Regions from separate parts of the Zea mays genome. Here regions 2 and 3 are each linked to region 1. Evidence: chromatin contacts called from public Hi-C data. All regions are on one chromosome and are shown on one strand. The core of a region is the stretch at or near the end of the contact, and the rest is flanking DNA. Distances in the headings are between cores, read along the strand shown.

Region 1 (5,039 bases), core at 1,844-4,343:
CCTCCTCCCAGACCTCCTCATCTTCTCCCTTCTCGGCGGCGATTTCGGCCCGCAGCTCCTGCGCCGTCCTTGCCGCTGCCTCTGCTGCAGCCGCTGCCTGCTTCGCTGCCTGGACTGCCAGCGTCGCTGCTTCCTCTGCAGCCTTCAGGCGTGCAGCCCGGCTGGAGAAGTCGCCCAGCTCTCCCTCGCTGGTTCCCTTGGCCTTGAGCCTGGCAGCGCGCTCAGCAGAAGTCGACATGAGTAGAGAAGAGAGGGGTCGGCCTTGAGACTCTCAGGTGTCTAACCTAAGCTCTGGTACCAAATGTTAGAGGTAAACAGAGTGGTTTTGCCGGAGGTACTAACCTCAGCCATCATTGCTTGATTATATAGAAGATGAGATGAGTCACATTGATTACATAAAAGCTCATTAGAGCTTAGCTAATCAGATAGGAGCCTTGGCAGCCACACACACCTGTTGAGCTGCTCAAGGTCTTTAATGACTATAATTAACTAGCACAAGTAACTAGGAGAGTGCTTAGGAAACAGGACTTAATAACAACATACATAACATCACGTGGTGTGGATGTTTTTCCAAATGTTCCAATAGGATGCAAAGTAGGCCTGGTGCACTGGTGACAGCTGTCTCACTCCAGGTCACGGGTTTGAAGCAGCCTCTACGTATCCACGGGGAGAAGGCTTGTCTTGCCTCTTGGTTTATCTCTTCTCTAGACCTCACTCATGTGAGAGCCTCTAACACTAAATCTGCCCCTTTCCAATAGGATGTGAGATACTACTACGTCAATATAGTGGAGAAATCAACTTACTCGTCCATAATTATTAAATGACAACCTATTTTATTGCTGCTGATAAACTTACAGTGGTAGTATTTTCCTGTGGATCTTGCATCAGTCATAACATTGCCAATCATTTCGGAGTATATCTGAAAAAGATGATTCTTTGTCATGGTATAGTCATGATGGGTTTTCAAATGCATGTGTAAGATGCCTTAAATTCTCAAATTGAAAAAATGCTTAAGCAGTTGTGCCATTACTGTTGTAGCTAATTAAAAATCTGGGATAATTTTGCATGCATGATACTGTGAGATGAGCAAAGGATCAAGAATTAGATACCTTGCAAGCAGTATCAAATCCAAAGCTTGTTGGTACCTCCTTACATTTCAGATCTCCATCGATAGTCTTTGGGCAACCAATAACACGAGTCTTCAGGTTCCTTGACCTATGAAGCAAAATTCATAATTTGGTATCATAATCTTGATTTTCTTGTGAATAAGCAGAAAAACAGTTAGATCAAGAAAAAGTCAACTACTATCGGAATGTTATATTCATAAATCAGCCGTAATATTGGAACACCAAAACATAGTGTCAGCAGCCAACCTAAAGTATTCACCAAGAAGGCAGGCATTGGTGTTTGAATCATCACCACCAATGACAACAAGTCCATCCAAATCAAGCTTGTTGGCTGTGTCTTCAGCTTGCTTGAACTGCACAACAAACATAGGTAGTTGAGAAAAAAAATACCATGATTAAGCAATCCAGTAGCAAAGTTTTTCCATAAGCATCTGCACATAAACATGGCCAGACCCCAGAGACATACCTGCTCCGGTGTTTCAATCTTGTCCCTTCCACTGCAGATCATATCGAATCCGCCCTATCAAAAAGAAATAAAATTTAAATGCATCATCGAAAGGAAATAGTTTCCTACTAATCACCTCATTATGGTGTCATGCATGTAAGAGTAGGAAATTCAATAACCGACAGTTCATTACTACAAAGGTTAGTTTGCTGAACTAATCACGCTTTGTTAGTAATAATTTTGCAAAAACACTAACAGTGGTTGACACATAAGAAACACAATTGCAACGCGAAAACTCCAAAAACTTACCTAACACTAACAGGCAAACAAACATTATTTAAATAAACAAAGTGAACAGAATTAAAAATTCAGTCAACAAGTATACTTATTAAAGTATATGTTGTTGTACCTGGTTTCTGTAGGGATACACAAAGTCTGAAGTGAGTTCCACATATTTGCACTTCATGATCCCAGCAGGGCCTCCCTTGAATCCAAGCAAGGTGCTACCTTTTGCACGCTCCTGAAGGTAATCTGATCCAACCGACACCAGGCAAAGTCAAACACAAGAATCGCTTCAGGAAAGCCTTCAAAACACAATCAAACTCTTTCATTGTCTACTCAACAAATCCAATAAGGGACTCACTCCAAAAAAAACAACTGAAATCAATCAGTTTTGCCTCATCATACTACAAAAATCCATGGAGATCTATAGCTGCGAAGTTCACTGGGGCCTCATTTAAAGACACTACATTACTGACGAACGCGGGAATACCCTTTTAACTCAACTAATGGCACTACCCTAAGTTCTTTGGATCTCCTATCAACTCCAAATCGCCTCCATTAGCACTAAAACAACTAGAGCCTTGGCAGTTTTGGTGATTGAAAAGCTCAGCAAGCAAACACATACTCACCAAAGATGCCGCAGATGACATTGTGCCCGCCGGGCGCCTGTCCACCAGAGAGCACGACACCGACCTTTAGCGGCCTGGTCGCCGCGGGCTCGGCCGAAGGCACCAGCGACGCCGAGGGCTGGCCGAACAGGTTGGGGAAGAGCTTGGCGATCTCATCTGCGACAGATCGATCGAGCCAGCCACAAATCCGGTGAGCTCGATGGAATACGTAGCAAACCACATGCAAGACCCGAGATCCGAAGTTACAGGCAGCGTTGAACGGTCACTCACCGGGGTTACCCGCGGCGGAGCTGGCGGGGCCGTCGACGACCGAGAAGTTGGAGCGGAGGACGGAGGGGAGGGGCAGCGTGTGCAGGAGCCGGCTCGTCTGCACCTCGCTGTACACGGAGGCCAGCCTGCCGGGCGCCGGCCCGTTCGCGGCCACTGCGCCGCCGTTGGACGTCACTGCCGCCGCCGCCATGTGTCCGATCTCGGGAGAGCGGAGTGGGTTTCGCTGATCTAGTTTGGTCCGGGGGGAATATTGCCCTGGGCGAATCGAAAGGCCAGTCGCCGTCGTGGGCGTTTTTATGGGGTAGCCCTGAAGGGTGCGAGTGCGTGGGGTGATGGCGATCGGGTCGGAGAGGGCCGTGGGTTCGTGGGGGTTGGCGAATGGCGGGCGAGTCCCTGGTTCGTGCTTTCGTGGCGTGTCCGCGGTTTGGTGACTCTGGTCCAGGCGGCGTGGCGCGGGCGTGAAGACCGGAAGTTTTTGTGGTTTTGCAGTGGGGCACCCGACAACTGGCGTATTTGTGTGGCTAGGGTCTGTGCCGTATGGCTTCTTTGCACTGTAGTTTAATTACGAAGTTTTTCTGGGTGTACCTGCACAGATGAAAGAACCCACTGTCTTTGTCTGGCCTTGTCTCTTGGAACCTCGGTTGGCCGTGGTATTTTACGGCTGCAGGTCGATGTCGCTGCCGTTCGCCCGTTGTTTTTCAGCTCATCGACGTGCCATCATTTCTTAAAAGTTGCCATCATTTATTAAAAGTTTCTGATCTAGCTGTTACCAGAATCTAAATATCATAAAATAATAAAAAGGTCCAGTGAATTTATGTCGCAACGAGTCGACGAATCATGCATTCACGTTGATTTAGATAATTCTCACGTAGACAAACGAGAAGCGAAATATTTGGCCGATAGAAACCAATTATGATGTAAAGAAACCGTAAAAAAAGCCCCATGTGTACCGCTAAGCTCGCAACTAGGGGTGGATAATGATCTAACTCGGCTCGACTCGTCCGAGTTCGACCTGGCTCGTTAAGCTAACGAGCCACAGAGTCAGCTCAGCTCGACTCGTTTACGAGCTCGAGCTAGCTCGTTTAGCTCGCGAGAAAGAGTAGAAAAAAATATGTACATAATAATTAATTTTTAGTTAATTTCAAGCTAATTTAACAATAGAAAATAGTAATTATGCTCATAGTTTCACAAACCACATCAATGTAACACCAAATTAACACAATTCATCACCCATTAATTCACAATTCACATGTTCATCAGTTTAACCCACAATTATATTTGCATAGACCAAATTAACATATAAACATAGTTCATTAATCATTAGATTAACTCCTAGGCATAGACACCTCACATATATATAGCATGTTCATCAATTATTCTGTAAATGATATGCATATAGTTTCGTTTTGCTAGAATGCGGCAGCTCGTTTAGCTCGCGAGCTGGCTCGTTAACGAACCGAACTAGAATGTCAAATCAGCTCGTGAAAAAATTCAAACGAGCCGATCCGAGCCGAGCTGACCATGAACCGAGCGAGCCAACAAGCCACGAGCATTTCGTCCCGCCCTACTCGCAACCTTGCAACTTCTTCTAGCCATCACAAACCTTTGAAAGTGAGGGAAACATGATTGATTTTTAGTAAAATCCGTATGGTTGTTGTCGATCACTACAAATGGAGAAATGTTTCAAGAAAAAATATTTTAAAACTATTTCTCATTTTTATACTAGTCCAGGTGAAATCTGTTTTCTCTCTATCCTATTGCTAGTTTCAAGAATTTAGCAATCTAAGTAAGTTTCACGAATTTAGCAGTGTAAGTAAACGGTTTCAAAAAGTGATTATGTGTAACACCTTCAGTGTTTAAACCATCACTAGGTAATTGCCCGTGCTTCGCAACGGAACCATTACAATGCAAAACACAATGAATTTACGCTTGCAATGAGGCCAGAAGCTCCAATATCTGGAAACGATTCAGAAGAGGCAAATATCAGAAAGTGGAGCTTATTGCTTGTGAAATTGATCAAAAAAGCAAAGAAGGGCACTGACTTGAGACGACAGGAAAGAAAGGAGGTAAGGCAGAGCCCAAAGCGGATAGATAGAAAAAGATCCGCTACTCAGTAACAGGCTATTCATATTATTAACTCACCAAGCATTCTACCCGCTTTTCATAAAACTCGATATCATCTAGCACATGTAACAGGTGTCCATATATAGCATAGAGAAGATATAGCATGCACATTATGTCCTCTCCAGTACCCTCACATGCATGTCTCATGGCTTCAATATCCCA
Region 2 (5,039 bases), core at 1,093-3,592, 210 kb before region 1:
GACAACCCAAGGAAATCGTACAACCACAAGGACTAATATGGCTCTAATCTTTGCTAATTAATTAGGGAAGCTAGTTATGGGCAGTGGGGAGGTGTTGTGGGAGTGTATACCTGCTCTCGAGCTTGTCTGCACTATGGTAGCTTTTCAGTTGAGGGAGTCCTATGCTTTGCTTTGTCCTAAAACCTTAGGTGGTTATCACCATACTAGTGGACCTTTGTAAAAGCCCTATAGTGGATCCCTAGCCATTCATCTCGAAAATGAATATGGGTCTAGCTAATCCAGGCTAGAGGGATACACTGCTTGTGGGTAAAGATGTATAGCCTCTACACAATGTGAAACTGACATATCAGCCATGCTCACGGTCAAGAGCGGTTCGAATCCACACATGATTAAACTATTGAAAGTAAATCAAATGGACATGCATGTTGTTTATTGTTGGTAATTCACTTATGATCTTTTATTTAATTGGAACAATATATACTTAGTAATTGCTAATAAAATTTTGACCAACATAATTAAAATGTGAAATGATATGCTCAACCTTATTCTTCGATTAGCCTTCCACTACACTTTTCTACACACTTGCAGAGTACCAATCATAAATGTACTCATTCTTGATGAATTTGGTGCTCAGACCAAGGTCAATAGGAAGACTATTATGAATACTTTAAGGAGTTCTAGGCCTTCTTTGCTCCAGTCGATTGTCTGTTGACCGTCGTCGTTTAGTTTCTTTTTTGTTTAGTTATTTAATTTATGTTATAAAGTTGTGACACTAGTTGCTATACACTAAAGTCATCATATGTGTAAATTGATTCTGTCGCATATATGAGATGCATCCAACTTTGTCTTTGAAAATCGGGTGTGGCACCAGTGTTTTGAGTGGTTTCGGAGTTATATCCGTCTTACGATCCGTTTCTTTATTTGGCTACTTATATACCCTAGGAACTTTTCTAAAACATTGGATCAATAGTTGATTATGATGGATTTAGTTAGGGTTCTTTCTTCGTTCTCATTGGAGTAGAGAGCTCATTTTTTAGATTTTGAGAACTTTCACTTGTTCACTTTTTTTTGTTGATCAAATGCTCCGATGTGGTTGTCGGTCATCATCAAGAATATTCAGTCATTCATGGGCTCGAGAGCATCCCGTGAGTTTTAAGGTCTTGAGAGATTGGATGAAGATTAATTTATTTAGGGTAATACACCATAAAAAACCGACGCTCGATTTCACCACTGTATTCTATATACTAGTCTTGAAACGAGCCGAGCTCGGTTCGACTCATCCACTCGACGAGTTAAAGAAATAGGATAGACTCTACTCGAAGTTGGTTCATGAGACGGGGCTCGGTTTGGCTCATTCGCTCATGAGCAACATACTAATAAATATTATTATATTATACAGTGGATTAACAGTATGTGAATATAGAACATAGAATCATCATTCAATATTACGACTATTTTGAATTACGAATTATTATATATCCATCATCAAATAGTAAAGAACGAGCCAACTATCTATAAAATTATATATTAATCATTATTTTATAGATTGACCAATTTGGCATTTCTCGTTAGCCGGCTCGATGCACCAACGAATTAAAAAACCGGCTCGACTCGGCTCACGAACCACTCAAAACTACTTCATGTTTGAGCCGACTCGTCAGCCTCAAACTTATTTTCGGTTCTTCCTAACAAACCGTAATACTTTCTTCGATCTATTTTATTCATCGAGTTTAAGTAAAAATGAACTATGGTCCAACAAATATTCAAAAATACTAAACATGCCCAACTCTCCGCCGGCCGCTGCGGAGATGCCTGTCACCGCGGGATTGGTCCGTGATCTGGGATTCAAGAACAGTGACAGGTGTCCAGGGATCCAACCGAAGATGACCGTGTGTCCCTTCTTCGCCTCCCGGGTCGCTTTACCGGCGAGCCACCTGTCTGCTTGGCTGCTTTGTTTAAGTAAAAGGGTGGCGACTCGTCACGAGTAGGGTTTGCTTGTTTTTTTCGAACTCGTTGATCTGCGGCGGATTCGTCCCACTTTGCAGTACCAACAGGGTCATCAACAGGCCAAAACCGATCGCCGGCGGCACCGCACCAGCACGGCAGTCCTGTGACATGTTGGCTAGTACGTACCCGTAAGCTTTTCTGTTGGAAAGTCGAGCTCACGTCACTGCGTTTGACACGGCGCGCGCCCGCCGCCCTCGAGGCTCCTGTCCGTCGCGCGACGCCACGACGCCCCCGGGCCAAGCCAGTCTGCACCACGCGGCACACGGGCACACGGCCCGCGAGCGACTGAAAGCCAGCACTGCCCGTCTGCCCCGCCCCCCGCCAGGCCGCCACTCCGCCGAACACCACCCAGCGGCTCGCTCGACACCTACACGTTTCACGCACCTCGCGTCCTCGCCCCGCTCTGTTCGAGTTCCCGTTGTAGGCGCACGCCATGGCCGCGGCCATTCTCCGCCGCCTTGTCCCCACCGCCGCCAGCCAGCTCGTGGCGCCGCTGCCGCTTCTCGCGCGTGGGGTCTCCGACTCCGCGGACGCGGTCACCGTTGACACCTCGGTGCCCTTCAAGTCCCACATCGTGGACCCGCCACCGCGCGAGGCCACCACCTCGGCGCGGGAGCTGCTGTCCTTCTTCCGCGACATGTCGCTCATGCGGCGCTTCGAGATCGCGGCGGACTCGCTCTACAAGGCCAAGCTCATCCGAGGCTTCTGCCACCTCTACGACGGCCAGGAGGCCGTCGCCGTCGGCATGGAGGCCGCAGCCACCCGCGCCGACGCCATCATCACCGCCTACCGCGACCACTGCGCGTACCTCGCGCGCGGCGGGGACCCCGTCGCCGCCTTCGCCGAGCTCATGGGCCGCCGGGACGGCTGCTCCAGGGGCAAGGGCGGGTCCATGCACTTCTACAAGCGGGACGCCAACTTCTTCGGCGGCCACGGCATCGTCGGCGCGCAGGTGCCGCTCGGGTGCGGCATCGCCTTCGCGCAGAGGTACAGGAAGGAGGGCACCGTCACGTTTGACCTCTACGGCGACGGCGCCGCCAACCAGGGACAGCTCTTCGAGGCGCTTAACATGGCCGCGCTCTGGAAGCTGCCTGTCATATTGGTCTGCGAGAACAACCACTGTGAGTTCTTCTGTTACCATGTGCTTGGTCAGCTGGTAGTGCTGTGATAGTACTGTTCATCGGTGGGATTCCGAAATCGAGAGTGGGCTAGTGGAGTGACTTTGGAGTACCTGGTGTATGCAGATGGGATGGGGACGGCAGAGTGGAGGGCCTCCAAGAGCCCGGCTTACTACAAGCGCGGGGACTATGTGCCTGGCTTAAAGGTAAATAGTTGTTCTTTTGATTTGGTTTACAGTTTATTTCAGAGTGATGTGAATAGTATTGATTGGTTTTGTAAACGCAAATTTGATTGCTCCGGTGTGCAATGTTGTATTGTTGGGCTGTAAAGTCTAAAATCAAATGCAAATTTGGGTGTGCCAGAGTTCAGTGTTGAATTTATTATTATGCTCTGGCAGGATTGGCTTTGTTGTGATCTCAAATTGTTTGCTCAAACACATGGTCCCTTAATTTTTTTAATAGCACTACGAGTTTTGCATATTCTGAGGCTTGGTCGTCTAATTTATGTTAGTATTGTCGAGACTGGTACCCTTCTTTGGAATCCCCTGGTCCAGCAAAATCTGCATAATAGGATGCTGATTTTGGTCTCCATGTCTGCAATCTAGCTAACGCTTGGCACTGAAATGGTACCTTGTGTTTTGTGTAGGTCGATGGAATGGATGTTCTTGCTGTGAAGCAAGCTTGCAAATTTGCCAAAGAACATGCCCTTGAAAATGGGCCAATTGTAAGTATTTAAGAAATAATTCTGATTTCTATCATTTCAGTTACATGAATGCATGCATATCTTAGAGCACATAATCCATCACGTATGGGGTTATGCCATAAGATGTTACTAGTAAACTGGAAAGATTTACTAGGCTACAAGCAGATACAAATATCTTTCTACCAGAAAGAACATACTCCAAAAATGTGGAAATATTATGTTTGGTGCAGCTATTTCCTTATGATCTTATATGCTATCAGATGTACTCTAGAATACTTCACGATTTCAGTTTATTGTTTTTCAGACCAACTTCAGTGTTTCTGTCGCAACATTTCAACTTATTTGCAACTGGTTATTTGTTTTTACTCTTTTATCTTGAGCTCAATTCTTTTTTGAATGGAATTCTTGAGTTCAATTCTTGTCAAATGGGTTTTCTTTGTTCACATATGTTACCGTATACAGTTTTGCCTTTTGTTTTGCACCTTTGCTTATCACCATATTCTATTCAACAAGCAAGCCCAGAATGCAATACTTTGTGTAAGGTAGTCCCTGCGGGGTGTGGAGTGCTTACACCTAGAAACATGTTTTGCCACCATTTCTGGTCTCTAATTTGTATTCTTCTCACTGGCATTACTCCTAGTTCTGATTTGAAGATCTGCAACATGTTCATTATAGTGGATGAAAAAATGTCTTGGAGGCATTAATATTTGAAACAATATCTTACGCTACAGCCTAGGTCGTATGCCTTCATTTATTTTCTTCTAAGTATTTACTATACATCCCTAATGCTATACTCTTGTATAGTTTTGTACTTTTTTTTGTACTACCAGATCTCCAGATGGCTCAATGCAATACATCCACGCTACACATGATATCCTTCCCACTTTCATTTCACATAGAGACATTGATATCTATTTTGTCTTTTAGAAGGGACAACAAGAGCTTTGTCGCCATATTATATTAGGGGCTTTGCTATGGTACCCATTTACCTCATAAGAGGTAAGATCTTAAAGAAATCGTAGACCTTGATTTTTTTTAAAAAAAATAATAATAATTGAATGTCATAAAAGAATAAAATAAATCGTTAAAATCTTAGAAAACCCTTTTATTAAAATAAATCGTTAAAATCTTAAAATAAATATGAAACAAGTGTCAGAATAGAATAAAATAAATCGTTAAACTCTTTTATTACACGAAATAAACAGGTGTCT
Region 3 (5,039 bases), core at 1,532-4,031, 200 kb after region 1:
CCACCCTGCCGGAGGATTTCCCCTCCGACAAGGACAAAGGATTTCAACGGTCAACCGCTCCAAACCCCAACGGGCCGCTGACGTGGCACGCACCGGACACTGAACAATGTCCTTTCCGGCGCACCACCAGACTGTCCGGTGCGCCATCGCCAGCAACAACTAGAATAGTGGTTGGGGCTATAAATACCCCCAACCACCTCCATTCAAGCCATCCAAGTTTTCTGAACTTCACATTCAATACAAGAGCAATAGCATTCACTCCAAGACACATTATAAAGATCAAATCCCCTCCAAGCCTCAAAATCAACTCAATTGCTTAGTGACTTGAGAGAGGGTGTTTTGTGTTCTTTTGATGCTCTTGTTGCTTGGATTGCTTTCTCTTTCTCATTCTTATTTCTCTAAGTGCTTTGTAAAGCTAGCAAGAGACACCTAAGTGTGTGGTGATCTTTGCGAGGTCTTAGTGACCCAAGTGATTAAGGAGAAGCCTCGACCGGTCTGTGTGACTGATTGAGAGAGGGAAAGGGTTGGAATAGACCCGGCCTTTGTGGCCTCCTTAATGAGGACTAGGTTCTTTGGAACCGAACCTCGGTAAAACAAATCACCGTGTTCACATGTTGATCTTGACTTGATTTGTTTCCCCTCTTTCCTCTCTCTAAAAGTTCCCTTGCTAATATTGTTTAAGTTTGCTCCCAAAAGTTATCCGCATTGATTGAACAACTCTAAGCAAGGAGAACTATCTTTTGTACTCCGATTTAATTCTAAGGCTAACCTCGACCTTAGTGTGTGTTTAAAAGTTTGTAAATTTAAGATTTCGCCTATTCATCTCCTCTAGGTGACTTTCAAAATTAAACATCCTCTAACTTTAGTAAGAGAAACCAAAACCGATATTTAGTGTGAGGTGACACCATTTGAGGGGAAGAAGAACGGTAGAAGAACGAATGTGAAGAATGCGATATGTGTAGCCTATACATTAACAACTTAGAGAGGAGTAGTAACAATATTTTGGTCGTGAGCCTAAGTAATCTGAGGATATAATTCCTTTTGAATGATTTATAATGATATTAACCATATTAGACGAGAAGTAGTAACATATCTAAAACATAGTTAAATCTTGGTATGCCTCTTTCGCTAGCCATTTCAGCGGGCCACTAAGCAGAGCATCTTCCATAATTTTCCCTAACAAAATATTCTAAAATTTAAAATAGATATGTTTTATAGAATTTAGACCAAAAAAGCTTTAAAAATAAAGGTCCAAATTAAGTGACTAACCTAAATATTTTATTCTAATCCATTTGTCTAGAAAGAAAATTTTTATGAAGCGTCCGTTCATTTAGATCTAGATATGGAGCATCCTAATAAGGTGTATTATATTTGTGTCACTTCAGTAGGTGACCTATATTTTTTAATAATTTTTTGTAACATTGAACAATGTTGGAGCAATTTTTTTAGCTTGAGCCATATAATTTAATTTGAGGCACTAAGAGTGTGTTTAGTTTAGCTTTTGGTTTTTACTCCTTAAAAGCAAAAAGTCATACAAAAGAGCTAGATCTAGATTTATAGACCACTTTTTCTAAAAGCCGACTTTCTCGTAGTGCAAAACTAAAATCACATCTGGACTTGCTTTTAAAAGAAAGGGAACTGTGAAAATATGTATTAAAGAATTTTCATCAGTTTTTAGTTGTTTTCACCAAATGGTTTTTAGCTTTTTAAAAGCTTAAAGTTCACAACAATTTTTTCTACAACTCATATCTCACAACAGTTTTTTTTCACAGCCACAACCCAACCAAATAAATCTTAAGATAAGTCACTATTGAAGATGCTCTTTCCGCGGTTCAAATGTTAAAACTATAAATAAATTTTACGTCAATTAATTTATATGAAAATCATATGTAGAAGCTATTTTTAATGAATAGTTTTTGTAGAATGTTCTTTTGTCTCGTCACGTATTTTTTCCTCTCATTAGTATCATATCATTTCTCTTGTATAGACATGTTTTTTATTAAGAAATTATTTTTATTTTTTTAATTAAGTCGTATTTAGTAGACAATAAAATACACTGCAAAAATTAAGTGACATAATAATTAATGCCAAGAAACTACAATCAGGGACCCTAAACCCGCTCACAATTATACCCGTGAAGTCTATCTAAACCCGCCCACGATATCACCCACGGGTGCAATTCTAACCGCGCACCCAAACCTGTAAGGTTTTTAGGTCACTCACGGGTTTTACTCAGTGTACAATTTTAAACAATAATTCAGCTATAAACAATTAAATACCAGTAATAATTAAGTTATATGTATGAATTTTAAGCTTTATCACGTTGAGCAGCAACAAAACACTTCATGAATCATTAGCCAAGTTACTTATTGAAAATAATTACTATTGTATCTTTATCGTTATTGCGTAAAATACCGAATAAACCAAATTTCGGGTCGGGTGCAAGTCACCCACGGATTGAAATAGAAATTCATACCCACACCCGCGAAACTTCAGGTCAGATGCGAATTACATCCGCGAGTCAAAATCCTTACCTATATCCGTACCTATCGAATGTTGGGTTTGCGGGTTAAATTATCATCCCTAACTACAATAAGATGAGTTCGAATCAGTTGACACTTCTCAGTTCACTGTTCACCACCTAGAAGTTTAGAGGTAGCCCCACATGTCATTGAAGCATACCATTCGTACAGGGCCACCAGTCATCGAAACAAACGGAGCGACCAAAAATATCGCTGGACCGTGCCGGGCACGGGTGGGAAGGCCCACCGCGCACCCACTCGAGACGACAGACGACCCCGGAACCGGCAGCCCGCGCGAGGTCAGTCAGGCCACTCCATCCCGATCCCGAAACCGGCGGCGATGCATTTCTTCTCCGGCAGCGGCGGGGCCCGCTCCGGCGCACTACTCCCCACCACCTCCAAGCCGAAGGCGCACCACCACCTCCGTTCCAAGTCCTCCCTCTCTGCGCCCGCCTCCTCCCGCCGCCGCGGGAGCCTCCACTCCGCGTCCACTCCCTACTCCCGCCGCGCCCTCTGCCTCGCCACGACTGCCTTCGCGGTGCTGTTTATCCTGGCCTTTCTCCGTCTCGGCTTCCCCTCATCCCGCTCCGCCGCGCTGTCTGCGCCCGTCCGTTCCCGCGCGCGCCTCAGCCGCAGGCCCGCCTTCCGCCTCCGGGACTCGGCCGCGGCCGAGGCCGCAGCGGCCGCTGTGGCGAACCGGATCGGACGTGAGGCGCCCGTGGATATTACGACGAGGGACCTTTACGACCGGATCGAGTTCAGCGACGTCGACGGCGGTGCGTGGAAGCAGGGGTGGGAGGTCAAGTACAGGGGCGACGAGTGGGATACCGAGAAGCTCAAGGTCTTCGTCGCGCCGCACTCGCACAACGACCCCGGGTGGATCCGCACCGTCGAGGAGTACTACCAGCGCCAGTCGCGCCACATCCTCGATACCATCGTCGAGTCCCTCTCCAAGGTCTTCCTAGTGTTCTCGCCACTCCAGATTTGCTTTCGGGCGTTGGTGCTCTTCTCCTTTTGACCATCGTCAGGATTCTGCTATGGTATAGGATTCGCGGAGGAAGTTCATATGGGAGGAGATGTCATACCTGGAGAGATGGTGGCGCGACGCGCCGCCCAAAAAGCAAGAGGCACTGGCTAAGCTTGTCCGTGATAGGCAGCTCGAAATCGTGAGTGGTGGATGGGTCATGAACGATGAGGTGAGAAGGAAGCAAAACTTTGTGGTTTAGATGAGGCTTAAGGAGTAAGCCGTAGCTTCTGTTTCCTTGCTTGTGTTTTCCATTGCCATGCTAATATGCCATGCGTCATCATCTGTCTTGGACATGAATGAAATGGAATTTCATTTCACATTTTATTACCTGGTTGTCTAGCTGACGACAAATGAAATCCGACGTGCCGTGCTTGCAGGGGTGAAGCCAGGATCCAAAATTAGGGGGACCAAATTACACTAGGGGGGCTGTTAGAAGCATTTTTTGCACTGTTTACATGAAAATTAGCTAAAAAACTAACAGGTTCTAAAGAATTAGGGGAGCATTAGGGGGGCATTGCCCCCTGTGCCCCCCCCCCCTGCCGTCGCCCCTGCGTGCTTGTAGGACTGATATGAAATTTCATTGTTTCTCCTTGCCCACATTGTGATCTCAAACCTTAGGGAGGTATGCGCTTGATGCTGTTTCATATTTAGGCATGAACTGGGTGTAACTTATTTTGGTTTTATATATTGTTGGCTTGTGTGCTTGTAGTTTCCATGCGTAGAAGTCATTTCAGGCCTAGTGTCAGGTGTAGTTGTCGCTCTTATTCTAACTGGCCACTTCAAGCTTACAAAATCTACATATTCTATGGGCAATTGAGCATTACGTGAACTATTCTGCCAGGCATTGTTGCTCGTGAATTTGCATATATTAGTACACATGCTAAGAAGATTCAACAATCAGGGTTATGGCTAAATGATCACAAACAGCACCGGCATATTTAATTTATGTTTTTCCTTTAGCATGTTGCTTCTGCTGTGAGCTTGTTTTTATTAAGCTATTCATTGTTTAACAGATATTGTACTACTTCATTATATGTTAATGAACATCTACTCTGGAGATATATTAATTATCGTGTTTTATAACACTACGCTTTCTGTTGGTTTATTCTTTTCTAACAAAGTATTTTGTCATATTTATTTATTACTTTAAAAGTAAGCTACATTGAATTTCCTTTGTTTCTCAATGCAGGCAAACTCCCACTACTTTGCCATCATAGAACAGGCAAGTACACACAATGACTTTATATCTTTGCTCTTTGCTAAATTTTGTGTCATGATTGCCTACAGCTGATGCATAAACAAAATGCATTCTTTATCTCTTTGTTATTTGGCATGCACCATGCTGAAAAACACATGGAGTTTACGTATAAAAAACTCGGCCGGGAGGGAAAGACCGCCCTTCCGGTATTATATTAAGAAGAGACCGAAACAAGGTTTAGGCCGAGAAAATCCCCGAACCCTGGCCCCCATCACTAGCAGGCCGTCACTAC

What was found. A called contact is a pair of places that touch in the nucleus more often than the background predicts.
Region 2: a Hi-C map of bundle sheath shows a contact between it and region 1, with 3 times the contacts expected there. The contact joins the promoter of LOC100272256 here to the promoter of LOC100282190 in region 1. A contact is called at or near these places in 7 of 25 Hi-C or Micro-C datasets (bundle sheath, ear, endosperm and 2 more).
Region 3: a contact with region 1 is called in a Hi-C map of tassel, with 1.7 times the contacts expected there. The contact joins the promoter of LOC100502340 here to the promoter of LOC100282190 in region 1. A contact is called at or near these places in 3 of 25 Hi-C or Micro-C datasets (ear, leaf and tassel).

Annotation. Positions count from the first base shown.
Region 1 is chr9:3,051,362-3,056,400 of Zm-B73-REFERENCE-NAM-5.0, forward strand. LOC100282190 reads right to left here and starts at 3,094. Exons shown (of 16, transcript NM_001155102.3): 1 at 2,754-3,094; 2 at 2,484-2,639; 3 at 1,982-2,103; 4 at 1,594-1,647; 5 at 1,374-1,480; 6 at 1,110-1,215; 7 at 856-919. The coding sequence starts at 2,943.
Region 2 is chr9:2,839,389-2,844,427 of Zm-B73-REFERENCE-NAM-5.0, forward strand. LOC100272256 reads left to right here and starts at 2,343. Exons shown (of 8, transcript NM_001146750.1): 1 at 2,343-3,128; 2 at 3,252-3,331; 3 at 3,772-3,849. The coding sequence starts at 2,441.
Region 3 is chr9:3,250,131-3,255,169 of Zm-B73-REFERENCE-NAM-5.0, forward strand. It overlaps LOC100502340, which reads left to right and starts at 2,782. Exons shown (of 4, transcript NM_001363267.1): 1 at 2,782-3,477; 2 at 3,569-3,718; 3 at 4,739-4,771. The coding sequence starts at 2,863.